Linked DNA regions of Gossypium hirsutum: region 1 is linked to region 2. A link is a contact called in public Hi-C data. All regions are on one chromosome and are shown on one strand. The core of a region is the stretch at or near the end of the contact, and the rest is flanking DNA. Distances in the headings are between cores, read along the strand shown. Region 1 holds the start of LOC107919828 (inactive poly [ADP-ribose] polymerase RCD1). Region 2 holds the start of LOC107920276.

The links. Hi-C and Micro-C count contacts between places; a contact is called where the count stands out from the background.
Region 1: a Hi-C map of leaf shows a contact between it and region 2, with 2.0 times the contacts expected there. The contact joins the promoter of LOC107919828 here to the promoter of LOC107920276 in region 2. A contact is called at or near these places in 7 of 34 Hi-C or Micro-C datasets (callus, hypocotyl and leaf).

What each region holds. Positions count from the first base shown.
Region 1 is chrA08:111,629,627-111,632,326 of Gossypium_hirsutum_v2.1, reverse strand. LOC107919828 (inactive poly [ADP-ribose] polymerase RCD1) reads right to left here and starts at 1,393. Exons shown (of 10, transcript XM_041074793.1): 1 at 1,057-1,393.
Region 2 is chrA08:111,363,435-111,366,134 of Gossypium_hirsutum_v2.1, reverse strand. LOC107920276 reads left to right here and starts at 1,379. Exons shown (of 2, transcript XM_016849895.2): 1 at 1,379-1,819; 2 at 1,981-2,268. The coding sequence starts at 1,672. The coding sequence ends at 2,126. It overlaps LOC107920275 (bZIP transcription factor 16), which reads right to left. Exons shown (of 13, transcript XM_016849894.2): 13 at 2,384-2,700.

The sequences.
Region 1 (2,700 bases), core at 144-2,643, 270 kb before region 2:
GACATCTGACCAAAAATAAATTAGAAATTTTCACAAAACTGCAAAATTTACTCCGAGCAGAATTAGTATGATACTAATTACATAAATATCGAAACACAACCGGCGTTGACCTGAGAATATGAGCTTTTTTGAATAACAAGTTGATGTTGATGTTGCACATATTAATCAGACATCTGACCAAAAATAAATTAGAAATTTTCACAAAACTGCAAAATTTACTCCGAGCAGAATTAGTATGATACTAATTACATAAATATCGAAACACAACCGGCGTTGACCTGAGAATATGAGCTTTTTTGAATAACAAGTATAGTCACGACAATCCCCCGGTTGACCTCGAAAAGAAAAAAAAAAGCAGCCAAAAGTATACCAAAAATTTAAATCCTATGCTGATTTCTGTTAAGAAAATTGAGCAAAAATTAATGAAACCAAAGAAAATTAAGATTAGGAAAAACTGGAAAATTCTTACAAATACATAAAGACTCGAGTGTGTTTTTTTTTGTGAAAAAAATAGAAAATCAGCCTAAAAAATATTTCATCCAAATCATCAAACTAAATATATTTCTACACTAATTAAAAAAACTAAGAACATAAGATGACAAGAAATCTGGTGTTTCACGTGATTAGAATGGTGATCGAGAATTAAAAAAAGAAAATACAAAATTTCAACCTTGGAACATAGATTCCTAAAATTAAAAACTAAAAAAATGTTTTCTATAGCTGAAAACTGAGTCAATCAAAAAAGAAAAAGAAAAGGAGAATATCAATATTCTACAAATCCGCAATTTCTCACAAAAACTGCAAGGTCGAAAAAAAACCTAAAATGAAAATCCTAAAGCAAAATTCTCAAAATTAACATATCATAATGTTTTTATTGATCCCCCTAGAAAACCAATTATCACAGAAATCAACCATCAAAAGAATTAACCATTCAACAAATGAAGTCAACGCCTTCCAGATGCCAAGATCAGGGCCGATCTATATAATCCGTTGTCAAAAACTTAATCAAAGAAAATAAAACGGAAAATAAAACTAAAAGAAAATGGAAAATATTACCTGCAGATGAGATAAATTTTGGAGTGATTGATTTACTTTTCTGTTTTCTAGAAGGTGGAGGGATGGGAGAGAGAAGAAAATAAAAGAAAAAGAAAAGTTAAAAACCCTAACTCAAAGAATTAGTTACTATTTTCTTTTGCGCTATCTCGCCTTCTTGGACGAAAAGCAAGGGCGAACCGAACCATCAAAACGAGTTGAGGATAAAGTTACAAGCCCGTCACAAATTATGCTGTCACCAAGTATCTTTGATTGGATCCGTCATCCACGACTTCGAAATTAAACGAGAGGAAACATGAGGGTCATTTCGGGATTTTAAAATTCATTCATTTAAAGCGTAAAGGCGGTTGCTAGGAAGGGTAATTGGGGGAACTAAAAAAAAATAGCCGGAAAAACAAGGAGCTTACTATTATAGGTTTTTATATATTTGGATGAAAGCAAAAATAACTCAGTGTAGGCCCCATTAGAAGATAAACTTCCTGTCAAACTCACAATTATTGACTGAAAATTCCTTTTTCATGATTATTTACTGGAATTTGTGACACCCTTTAAAAAAATTAGACGCTTTGTGATTAGTCTAAAAATAATAATAATAGTAAAATTAGATATTATAATAATCGTATAGCATAAGAAAAAAATTAAACTAAATGTATTGTATTTTACCGTTTATCTAAACTCATTTTAAGTCAAATTAAATTAAAATATATTTTAAAATTTTATATATTTTGTAAATTTAGATTTTTTTTATCTTTACAATATAATTGCTTATTACGTGGTATGACATTTTGAAATTAAATCATGTAAAAATAAAAATAGCATTGAAAATATTGATGGAATGTTTTTTAAAAAATACACATTCAAAATTGTCTTAATAAAAAAAATTTCTGTGGAATAGTATATTTAGAAAAAAATTAGTGTCGGTATTTTGATTGAAATAGTTAATAATATTAATTAACTGTTTAAACTAATTAATAACATTATAAATGTAGATGGATCAAATTATGTAAAAATTTAAAGTATATATAAATTAATCTCAAGTTTCAACATAGTTTAGAGGTGAAAATTGAAATTTAACCATTATCTTATAAAGTCAAGAAAAAAGCGATGCAAATTTAAAGAAATAGAAAGCCACATGTTAGTTTGTAAGACTTTTAAAGTATTAAAAAAGTTAACAATATTAATTATTTGTAATAATTAATGACATGTAAAAATATAAAGACCAAATTATATTAGAAATTAAAATATATAGATTAAACCTCAAACTAAAGTATATTAGAGAGATCAAAATTAAAATTTAACTATTTTTATAAAATAAAAAATAAAATAGCATTGTGGATGTTCCACTTGTCAGCTAAAAGAAAGGTCATTTGAACTTTTTTTTTTTTAGAATATCAATTAAACTCCCTTTTATATCTAGCTATATAAGCATGTAGGCAAAATAGTTACTTCATGGAAAAAAAAGTAAGTTTTTAAAGAAATTATATAAAAATTAAAACACGTGTATATATATATTATTTTTAATAAAATTAGAAATCTTATCACATACGTATGCATGTGGAAACTATGTACTTGGTATGGATTCAAATCCTACCTCGTGTAAAATTTTTATTTATTTTTAAATAAAAAGACTAAAATACCTTCGAAAAA
Region 2 (2,700 bases), core at 130-2,629:
TAAAAATATTTTTATGTAAATTTAATTATAAAGGATATAAAATATTAGTATAAAATAAATTTTAAATAATGATACAAACTTTGAATCGATTCAGATTAATTTTTTTTTCAAAATACACTATATTAAAAGAATTTCATATAGAAGTGGACCCGTTTTCAAAAAATACAAAAATAATAAATTAAGTCTTGAAATTTTTATAGTGTATTTTGAACAAAAAAAAATTTAGAGAGCACATTTAATTTTAATTCGAATCAATATAGAATTTGTATCATTATTTTAATGTTTCATATACTTTATATTTAAATTTAATTAAAATTATTTGTGGTGCATAAATTATTTGAATTAAATGTAAAAAAATACTTGTTCAAATATGATTTATTATGGACTAAACAAATAATTCAAACTTTGAAGAGACTTTACTATCATTAGAAATTTTTATGGGTGAGGCCAGACCGAGGCCCTATTTAAAAAATTTTCGACTTCAAGTTCGTTTCGCCATAATAGACTATTTTTATGTTTAAAAATAATAAAAAATTATTTTATATTTAAATCTAATCATAAAAATTAAAGTTAATTTAATTTTTTTTATTATTTTAAATAATAAAATGAGCTAAGTTTGGCCAACCCAAGATTAAAAATATGAGTCCAAATCATCTCAAAATGAGTCGGACTAATTAGGCTAACTGGGTTACAAAGCCCATGAATACCTTTTATTCAAGGAATAAATATTTTATTTTTTGAAAATTGGGCAATATTTTTGAAACAAGACCAATTGTCGAACCATTCAACTTGAGAGCTAATTAGTTGACCGGTTCGACCAATTCAAAATAAATAAGCTATTAAAAATAAAATAAAAATATTAAAATTTTATAAAAATCGATTCAATTTTAATTAAATTTTATAGTTTGGTTCAATTGGTTCATCTCTCATCGAACCGATTCCTCAGTCAGTTCTCGGTTTGGTTGGTCGGCTCAGTCTAGTTTAGATAACATTTAATTTTTATATCTTTTTATATTTTAAAATTATTTTTAAATTTTAAAAAGTTTTTATTTATTTCATATTTTTTAAAATATATATATTAAACCTTTTAATTTTTTTATTTTATTTAATATATGATTTTCCTTTTAATTTTTATGTACTTTTAAGGATAAAGATTAAATTGATAAAATTGTTGAAGGTTAAAAAGGTCATTTTCCCTTTTATAACAGCCCCATCATTTAACTTTAACGGAAAATTAGAAAGAAAAATTTAAAAAAAACGGGACTCAATGTGTCAAAATTAAAATATAAAATTAAAATTTTAAATTTTAAAAAGTATAAGGACTTTTGGGATATTTAAACATAATATAAATACAGATACTGCATTTATTACACCCTAATTTTTCACTCATTTATATACCATCATCTTCCTCCTACCATCGTGCATCTTTTCTCTCTCTCGTCTCTGCAAATCAGTTTATTTTTCTTTTTATTCTCTTCTCATCTCAGTTCTCACCCACCGCCGTGTCCGCTGGTTTTTTCCGGATCTGACGCGTGTCCGGTGGTTGGATCGCGTCGACACGGGTACGGCACCCCTAATTGCCGAGTCCGGGTAACGAAGGCGAAGACAGAGTAAGCAAAGAAGACGATTTTGTGTGAGTTCGATAACATAACATCGAACAAGCGTTGAGAGATGGCGTTGAGGCGTGCGCTTGGCTGCTCGGATGGTGAATTGATGAGATCAGATGCAAAGCCTTGTTCCAGGTTAATGAGACAGACGGCTGGGATTTTTACTGTCGGAGGAGCTCTAGGATTTTGGGTTCTCTGTAGATTGCATTACGGTCTGTTCTCTCTTCACTAGCCTTCCAAAATATTAAATATGTTCGTCACTTTGGGTGTCTGCTTATGATGTACATAAGTTCAATGTTAGTTTCTTGCTGTTCATGTATCCCGAGTTTTTATTTCATCATAAACTTCATTTTTTTTTAATGGTAATGTGCAGGCCCTAGAATTACTGTTCCAAGAAGTCTTCGGTGGGCTGCCTGTGGAGCTGTGTCTGTCAGCTCAGCATCTGCTTTGTTGGTTCGCCTATTCAGCCCTGAATGTGAATCCCAAAATATAGCTGCTTATGACAAAAGGAAAGAGTAGCAATAAGGGTGTCTAAATTCATTGAATGACCAGTCTGTGACAGTATCTTTTGTTTTGTTGTATTGTTCTCAGATCTTTGCCACCCATATTTTTATCAATTTTCTGGTACATGAATCATAAGCATTGTAAGGGTTGCTGTTTATACGCTTTTGTGCCATTTGCTGTAAGAATAGCTCAATAGTAGCAAACATGGACCATACACAACAAATTCAAGACAATTGAAAGGGAATAACAAATGAATTGGCAGCACCAAAGTATTAACGAATCAGAGTTCATTACTTCCCACAGTTAAAACATTCATCAATCATATTTTAACATAAAACAAGCTTGAAAAGTTAAACTGTACCCTTCTTTCAATAGGGAAAGGTATGACAGGATATTGACCCTACATAACATCCTAAGACTTTCATTGTAAAGACAAGCCAAATCACTGGTGATGGATTATAAGGGGATAAAGGGGCCTAAAAACTATCAAGGTCAGCTTTGATAAAATTTAAACATGCTATGCAAAATAAAAACCTTCTGTAGCTAATTTGGTTAGGTTGTGCTCCTGGATGAGGCACGAAACAGGGTA